Linked DNA regions of Xenopus tropicalis: region 1 is linked to region 2. The links are chromatin contacts, called in public Hi-C maps. All regions are on one chromosome and are shown on one strand. The core of a region is the stretch at or near the end of the contact, and the rest is flanking DNA. Distances in the headings are between cores, read along the strand shown.

Region 1 (5,073 bases), core at 2,136-4,635, 130 kb before region 2:
CACTTACACAGAATATAAATGTGGCAGCAGAATCTACCTTCCCTGCTAATGTGAATTAGAGCACTTTTTTTATCTGTTTTATTGAAACATGAAAGTTAGACTGCAAGTACACAGGCCAGCAATTCAATTGGTTACTTGGATTGTTAGATTTTATTCCCCCCCCCAAAATTTGGGCATGTAACTCAGGAATCTGTGCATGCAGTCCTCTCAGAGTGGGACTGTGAACGAGTTTGCGTTGGTTCTGTCTAATTTGGCTTTCACTTGTGTGGCCAAATCATGCAACGGTCCACTTGTTTAAAGACCTTGCCAAAGTATAAGAGGCCTTATTTACTGAAGACTAGGCAGGGTGCAAAATCAAAAAACAGACTCAAGCCACAAAGTTTTACATTGTGCTACATATTTGCTCATGCTGTCATCATGAGGGTAGGGCAAGTAAATGCATGCCCATAACACCCCACGAGATATGTAACCTCATAGTTCTCAAGCACTTATGTCCTAGGTCATCATAAATATCCCCTCTAATCTCTCTTTGCATGGTCAGCCACATGGTGGGTGTCAAAATTCTTACTCTTTCCTTTTTAACTAATTTTATGTTTTTGTTTTTTTTTATGCTTGTGCTGTATCTGTAATCTGATGAGCAGTTTATCTCTGGCTCCCAACCTTGCCTTTACTTTATATTATTTAATGTATCTAGAAACTCTGGCCCGTTTAAACAATAGGCTTAGAATATTTGTTTATTCTGTGGTAATGCATGCAAATGTACTGATGTCTCATTCAGAGGTCACTGGATGGATGTTTGGGAGGTTATGTCCCCGGAATGCCGTGATGAAGTAGCATTAATTGATTCAAACTGTCTTTTGGAAACCCTAGAAAATTATCTTCAAAAGCACAGGTAAGTTCTAAAATTATTTATGAAGAACAAGCCAAATGCATTATTGTCTTTGTATCAGGATTTTCCAAATAATTCCAAAATCATCAGATGGCAGTAGGATTGTTAGATGTATTCTCCCCTACATGAAGACCCTTGAATTCCACAAGCCCTCTTGAAGGGTATGAAAACAAATATATTTTGTTCAGCTACTTTTCTGCAACACAACTGTGTTCTTTGTTCCTGTGATTAACCTTGCACAACTTCTCTCCAGCTGCCAGTCTTTATTTTAGGCTCTAAAATCCTTATTTTGTTGCACTTTAGAGCACATATATAATCTAAGTTTTAAATGATAATTTATACTCTACAATTCTAAGATAAGGCCATTTCATGGTTATGTCTACCTTAGAATAGCTCCCTTGTAAAGTACAGGGATGTATGTACAGTCATGGCTGAAATTGTTGGCACTCCAGACAATTTTCCAGAAAATCAAGTATTTCTCACAGAAAAGTATTGCAGTAACACATGTTTTGCTATACACATGTTTATTCCCTTTGTGTGTATTGGAACAGAACAAAAAAGGGAGGAAAAATGCAAATTGGACATAATGTCACATAAAACTCCAAAAATGGACTGGACAAAATTATTGGCACCCTTTCAAAATTGTGGATAAGTAAGATTGTTTCAAACATGTGTTGCTCCTTTAAACTCACCTGGGGCAAGTAATAGGTGTAGGCAATATAAAGATCACACCTGAAATCAGATAAAAAGGAGAGAAGTTCACTTAGTCTTTGCATTGTGTGTCTGTTTGTGCCACACTAAGCATGGACAACAGAAAGAGGAGAAGAGAACTGTCTGAGGACTTGAGAACCAAAATTGTGGAAAAATATCAACAATCTCAAGGTTACAAGTCCATCTCCAGAGATCTAGATTTGCCTTTGTCCACAGTGCGCAACATTATCAAGAAGTTTGCAACCCATGGCACTGTAGCTAATCTTCCTGTGCTTGGACGGAAGAGAAAAAACGATGAAAGGTTGCAACGCAGGATAGTCCATATGGTGAATAAGCAGCCCCAAACAAGTTCCAAAGAAATTCAAGCTGTCCTGCAGGCTCAGGCAGCATCAGTGTCAGCGCGAACTATCCGTCGACATTTAAATGAAAATGAAACTCTATGGCAGGAGACCCAGGAGGACCCCACTGCTGACACAGAGACATAAAAAAGCAAGACTGCAGTTTGCCAAAATGTACTTGAGTAATCCTTCTGGGAAAACATCTTGTGGACAGATGAGACCAAGATAGAGCTTTTTGGTACAGCACATCATTCTACCGAAAACTGAATGAGGCCTATAAGCAAAGAATACAGTACCTACAGTGAAATATGGTGGAGGTTCAATGATGTTTTGGGGTTGTTTTGCTGCCTCTAGCACTGGGTGCCTTGAATGTGTGCAAGGCATCATGAAATCTGAGGATTACCAAAGGATTTTGGGTCGCACTGTAGAGCCCAGTGTCAGAAAGCTGGGTTTGCTTCCGAGATCTTATGTACGCAGCGCTATACAGTAGGATACATTAAGATAATAATAGATAAATACACAGTATAACAATAAATACAAGATACAGTTGCAATAAGTTAAGAGTCAAAGACACAAGAGAATGGAGGTCCCTGCCCCTTAGAGCTGCTGTACTGCAGTTACTGTGACTTACTAAGGTTCATACTATCCACTCAAAAGAGAAGACAGGGACGCACTCCCATAGTATAAAATCAATTATATACACTTTTAATTAAAATATATTGCACAGTCAGCATCTCAAATAATAAAATCTAAGTTGATAGCCCGATAGCCCAACATGTTTCGTCTTGATTCTGACAATTCTGTTCAATGTTATCCTACATTCTAGGGTATATTTATTTACATTGGTATACACTGATATACACTGGTGATGTTGTCCACAACCAATCAGCAATTAGAATTGAACGGTCACCTAGAAGTTAGGAAACAAAAGCAAAGATCTGATTGGTTGCTATGGGAAACATCAAAGGTTATGTCTCCAATGTTAATAAATACACCCCTCTGTGTTATTACAGCAATTCAAGGGCTAACTTTGTCCTAACTACTGTGACTTTTACCTGATCAACTGCACACAACCTGCCATGGGAACATACTAGTCTCTGTCCTTTCTGGAATTTTGTTCTGTGCAAGGCTGACTTGTTCTGGTGTATTATTCTACTAGAGTCCTTGATCCGTTTGATTCCTGTACCTTCAGAATTATTTCTTGTCCTTCCTTCTTTACAACTTTGAATAAAGTTGTTACGTGTTTTACTTCTCTTTTACGTACAACTGGAAATAGAGATGCATTTTCTGTTAAAACAGAGCAGCTTACGGCCTGATAATGACACAAAAAAACCAATGGCTTCTTTTGAATTCTGTAATTTCTCTTAGCGCTTTAGTGAATAGGGAGCACTGTTTTACTTGTCTGCTATGTGCAGTTCTCAGCTTTGACAGGTAGGAGGCATTGCTTTACAAACAATTTGTCCTGTCACGCTGAAAGCGAAGAAGAGAAAGCTGAGAGGAAAAGAACAGTAGTCTATTGTGAGAAAAGAGAAGTGTCTTATTTTAAAGAATCCATGCACCATGAGCTGCTTTAAACAATGGTCAACTCTCTGGTAATCCAGAGATGAATTATTTTCCCAAACATCAGTAATTGTAATAAAAGTATATGTATTAAAAGTACAGGTATGGGACCTGTCATCCAGAATGCTTGGGACCTGGGGTTTTCCGTATATGGGATCTTTCCGTAATTTGGATCTCCATAAAAATCATTTAAATATTAAATAAACCCAATTGAATGGTTTTCATTCCAATAAGGATTAATTATATCTTAGTTGGGATCAAGTACAAGGTACTGTTATTACAGAGATAAAGAAAATCATTTTTAAAAATGAGAATTATTTGCTTATAATGGATTCTATGGGAGATGGCCTTTCTGTAATTTGAAACTTTCTGCATAATGTGTTTCCGGATAATGAATGCTATACCTGTACTGTGGGTTGGATTTTGATCAACTGTTAACATTTATCCCACCCTTCTTAAAGGAACAGTAACATCAAAAAATTAAAGTGTTTTAAAGTAATTAAAATATAATGTGCTGTTGCTCTGCAAAAACCTGGTGTTTTTGCTACAAAAAAGCTACTATATAAATAAGCTGCTGTGTAGCCATGGGGGCAGCCATTCAAGCTGGAAAAAAGGAGAAAAGGCACAGGTTACATAGCAGATAACTAGTAGATAAGCCCCATATAATGGGGGTTTATCTGTTATCTGCTAAGTAACCTGTGCCTTTTCTCGTCATTTGAATGGCTGCCCCCATGGCTACACAGCAGCTAACTTATATAAACTATAGTAGTCTTTCTGAGGCAAACACACCAGTTGTAGCAATGCAGGGCAACAGTACATTATATTATTACTTTTATACACTTTCGTTTTTTGGTGTTACGGTTTCTTTAATACCCTAGAATTCTCTTGCATTCACTTAAAGGAAAAGTAACACTAAAAATTTTTAAGTAAAAGCTCTATTCTCCCCTGCCCCAATAATTGCCCTATCCTGCAAACCATTTAGTATTTTGAATGCTTTATTAGAAAATACCTGTTAAAACTTGGCTTCCAGTCATTTGAAAAAAAGGCGATACGGCGATGCAGGGGAAGCATCCACTATGCGGCGATCGATTGATCGACCCTAGCCTGACTCCTTCCTATTCGGAAGGAAGGCTAGGGTCGATTAATCGATCATCGCATAGTGGATGCTTCCCCTGCATCGCTGTATCGCCTTTTTACAAATGACCGGAAGCCAAGTTTTAACAGGTATTTACGGTAAAGAGAAATGGCTTTTACAACATTTGCAATATATAGTTGCAATTGAATGAAGTATTATTGTTTAATCCTTTTATTCTTCCCTGGGTCAGTGTAGTTCTCTTTATCAGCAGATTTTCAACATTGTTAAGTCTGAAGGTCCCCATTCATGTTGAGATTCGGGGACCGCATCAACGAGCCGATGCGGTCCCCGATCCAACTGAATTTTCTAACCTGGCCGATCGATATCCGACCAATTTTAGGCAGGCCCCTCGTTTCTGCCCCTACACAGGCCGATACAGCCAGACTGATACTGGTTTCAGTAGCATTTACAGTGCCCTACATAATGTTTGGGGCAAAGAC
Region 2 (4,436 bases), core at 1,334-3,833:
TTATTGGTTTAATGCCAGGCTTCCCAAACTTTGCACTGTCAGTCACTTGGTGACTACGTATTCAAGTTTTGTATACGTATTTTGTTTTTTTTTAAGTGGGCAGGGTCACCAACAGCCAATCAGATTTTACCTATTGATTTTCAATGGTGAAGTGTAAAATGCAGTCCCACAATTTTTATGTCCCCAAACTTTGCAAAGTTGGTCATTGGAGACTGCAGTTCAAAAATAGCAAAACTGGGTTGGGCCACTAATAGTCAATCACAGTTCATCCATTGAATTTTATTGGTTTCAATTTAAAATGCTGCCATTCTCACACTATTTATGCCAAGGTGCCCACTGTTAGTCACTGGGTGACTTTGACTAAAGGTTAGAAAAAGCGGGCACACCCACCAACCACCATTTACAATTCACCTATTGACTTTTATTGGTTTAAATTTAAACTGCTGCCGTTCTGTAACTATTAATCCTAGGGTCCCTAAACTTTGCAGAGTTAGTCACTGGGTAACTGCAGTTCCAGATTAGAACAAATGGGCAGAGCCACCAACCGCCAATCAGATGTCACTTGTTGACTTTCAGTGGGGAAATTTAAATTGCTGCCATTTAGACACTATTAAAACCAGGGTCTCCAAACTTTGCAGAGTGTTTTTTACTATATAACTGTGGGTCCAAGGTTAGAAAAAGTGGACCAAGTCAACAACATATCAGATTTCATTCAGTGACTTTATGTTTTTCAAACCAACATGAAGTTTATTCTCAAACTTCCCTTTCTAGTTTCAGTCTTGTGAGCGTTAATTTTGTACCTCCAAAAATGAACCACAATCATGTAAAAAAATAAAGATTTCTTAAAGCGAGTTATTAACATTTTGAATGATCAATAATAAATCATCGGCAAGATGATTTAACATGAGAAATGTCAGAAATGTCTTTCCACCGGCAACAGTAGGAGTTACCTGTGGAAAGGCCTACACATAGCTTCAGCTTTCCGAAGTCGCGCAAAGCTTCCTCGTGGGCCATAAGCCTAAACGAAATATAGTAACATTACATTCGTTTGTTTGAGAGCCTCAAAAAAAGCGAAGTAAAGTTGCTCTTAGTAAAATTTTAAGCAATAGCACCATCTGCTGGTTATATCTAGTACTTATGTAATTATATTTCATTTACCTGTGTAATTTCTGTAAAACAGAACATTTAAATTGTTTGTTGCCTTGCTCCTTTTCCACAAACAAATGTTTAAGGTGGCCATACTTAAAGATCCGCTCGCCTTTCGAGGTCCCTTCTCCCGATATCCCCATCAACAGGTGGCGATATCGGGGGAATTTAGGTTAATTCGGTCATTTGGCCCTGGGGAGCCAGTCGGTTGGGGGACCACATCAACGAGCCGATACGGTCGCCGATCCAACTGAATTTTTTAACCTGCCGATCTATATCTGGCAATTTTAGGCCAGCTATCAGTCGGGCAGGCAGTCGTTGCTGCCCCTACACGGGCCGATAAGCTGCCGAATCAGTCCAAGGGACCAATATCCGGCAGCTACAATCAGCCTGTGTATGGCCACCTTTAGTGTTCAAGAGAGAGATAAGCTTGTAGCAGCCTAGAGTATTGTAGTGTTTTACCCTATTACAGCGTGACTGCAATGTGAGCTTATGTAAAGAATGTAACTGTATCTGTGTTTTCCCATATGCTAGTATAGGATGGGTTTTCTCGTAAAATATTGAAAAATCTTGACACTAAGCCGTTTGGGCCCATACCCTTAACTGTGGGAGCATCCTGTTAGAATAAATGCATGCTACTCTATGCAAGGGCACCCTCTCCTGTTTTTTATTGAACAGTCTGGCAAAAACCACCATTTGTGCCGAGTGGCACAAGAATTGAAAGTGAATAGTGATCATTTTTATATGACCCGGACATAAGTCCAATAGCATAACTCTTAGTTTCTCATTCAAAAGACCACTTCTGTCAAGCTTCTGGTTGCACTCTGCACCCTAGGCCTAATAAACAATCCAGCATGAGGTGAGGAATAACATGCAAGTTAAGGATTGGGCAGGTAGTAGTAGGGGGAATTTACATCTGTCCTTGCCCCAGTAGAGCTTTCAGTTCTTACCACATTCACAAACTCTGTGGTTATGTTTATCAATAGCCACTTAACTTAACTAAGGTGAACAAACCCTTTAATATATATTTTAGAAATATTTTATTTCCTTTGATTGAAGCCCACCACATCCATTTGGGAGAAGAAACAACGTCATGTGCAGTAACAAATCTAGAGCTCCATGGAACTGGGTGTAAAATTCACTCTGGACATTAACCCACGTGACACCCAAAGTCAGTTAACCCTCTGTAAACACTAAATTGCAAAAGGAAGTCAAGAAACCAAAATGGACAAGAATCCTACTGTCAGGCCAGTAAAAACAGTAATCAAGAAACCTATTCTCAGAGTATGTTAGCTTTGTATGAAGCATTGTGCATTGTAGCGGAACCACCATTAAGCCAAAGCATATTAATAGTATTTTTCATTCATTGATTTTTCTTAATAGCGCCAGAGCTTCAAATACTGCAAACGAAAACTCCCATTAGCCCCACCTTCTGTCTAACAGTCAGCTGACCGGGAGGGTCACATGAGCAAACACCCGGAAGAGGAACTGCTTTAAGGTTTTTTTGACAGGAAGAAGAGACTCAGCTATGGAAGCGGCTCTGGAGCAGCATTTGGAAGATACGTGAGTGCTCTGTAAACACATACTAAGGAAAATAAAATTAATTGGTTTTTTTCAATTAGTAAAATCAGGACATTTAAAGCGAAAGAACAGAAATAATTCAAACAGACAGAAATGCACTTCAGAACTTGAATTTCGTAACGTGTCTTTAAGTTTGCTGGTAATAGTTCAGATTCTCTTATTTTTAATCATTCCTACATGCGTGATCTCACTCAGGAGAGGAAATCGTGGGGGGAGGAAGCGGTGAACACTGTCACTGTTCATTCGGAGACTGGGGCATCTGGGGGAGGGGGTATAAGCATAAGTGTGAGCTATTAGTTACACAAGGTAACGACCATGTTGTTGCTGTTAGGCGGGTAGGCAGTTGAAGAGGGGATGTAAATTCGGATGCACAGATTAATTGCAAGGAAGTTGTTGGAGGGGTTTACTCGAAAAGCAGAGGAGGCCTTGGAGTTTTTGTTAGGAGGAAGCAGTGCAATATCAGGCATGGAGGTTTGGGGAGTCATGAGTTAACTGCATGTAAATCCTTATTGGGGGTGAGAAGGCTCATGAAACTGTGTAGGTGAATTGGGTGGCAGAGGTGGCCATGCAGTTATGTGTAAGGAAATGGCACAAGTGGCTGGCAGGTAGGTTATGTGAGGAGGATGATGGAGTGGAGTTGTGTAGGTGGGCAAAGTGGCATAACTGAAAGGGATGGGGGCTGTGCATGTTTTGATGGAGTCAGGCATACTGGCTCTTGTGTGGAGCTGAAACGTCGGATTAATAAAAACCATGTAAGATATTGCTAAAAAACTTTTTTGGTGAATATTAACCAAAGTCCTGTGAGTGCTAACCTTTATTGCAATTGTGTGTATATATATATATATATATATATCTGTATTCATTGGTGCGTGCATAGGTGCTCATATATACATGCGTATGTGTGTATGAAAGTGCTTATATATGTGCACATATAGACACATATATAAGTAAATATTTAGGTGCACATGTGTATATATGTGCATCAATATGTGTGTAATTGTATGTGTATATGTGCAACAACACGTGTGTACATATAGGTCTGTAAATAAGTGTATATATAGATGTGTGTTTGTGTCCAAGCAGACACACAACCATGTGGCTTCCTTGTTTGACTCTACACCTGGAATTTTACTTAACAAATACATTCATGGTCTTGATCCTCTGCTAGTGAGTATTTTCTAGTGCATGATCTGTATAGAGGTGTTTAATAAACGGGTTGCACAGATCGATCTGCCCACAGTGCGATCACATATTATTGATTCCTTAACCAAGATTCAACTTTATTTAAACACTTGATTATATTTCTGACTATTTTACTCTAATATTCTGACTTTCACGGTACATCCCTGACATCTAGCTTCATAAAAAGTGTTACTCTTCTTAGACCTTGTGGTTATTCTCTTGTACTTTCTATTTTGTCCATTTAGTATTCTTTTTTTATTGCCTGTCTATATAATTTTTGTTATTATTTATTTTTGATATAATTTTGATCTCTGTCTGGTAACGTAGGATTACGTCATCTCCACTTTTTCCCACCACTGTGTGCTTTTTAGACACTGAGTTTGTTGTATTCACCACTTTGATAAAGGCTAGAGTGCTAGCCGAAATTTTAGTCTCCTATATAATAAAACAACAAGTCCTGCGAGTACTGACACTTCCTCCAGTATATTCAATAATTTTTGGACCTGAGTGAGTGAGTGCCGGCATCT

What was found. Hi-C and Micro-C count contacts between places; a contact is called where the count stands out from the background.
Region 1: a Hi-C map of liver shows a contact between it and region 2, with 4 times the contacts expected there. The contact joins the enhancer-like site here to the promoter of lamtor5 in region 2. A contact is called at or near these places in 5 of 5 Hi-C or Micro-C datasets (brain, gastrula embryo, liver and 2 more).

What each region holds. Positions count from the first base shown.
Region 1 is chr2:72,433,048-72,438,120 of UCB_Xtro_10.0, reverse strand. It overlaps ggnbp2 (gametogenetin binding protein 2), which reads left to right. Exons shown (of 13, transcript NM_001006808.1): 5 at 779-892. Among named protein-coding and RNA genes, the nearest start is that of ggnbp2, 13 kb to the left of the region's middle. Within about 2 kb of position 3,385, at least 3 of the 11 cell types and tissues checked have an H3K27ac peak or open chromatin away from gene starts, as enhancers often do. A contact at or near this core is called in liver, where this site is marked.
Region 2 is chr2:72,307,164-72,311,599 of UCB_Xtro_10.0, reverse strand. lamtor5 (late endosomal/lysosomal adaptor, MAPK and MTOR activator 5) reads left to right here and starts at 2,583. Exons shown (of 4, transcript NM_001113873.1): 1 at 2,583-2,709. The coding sequence starts at 2,675.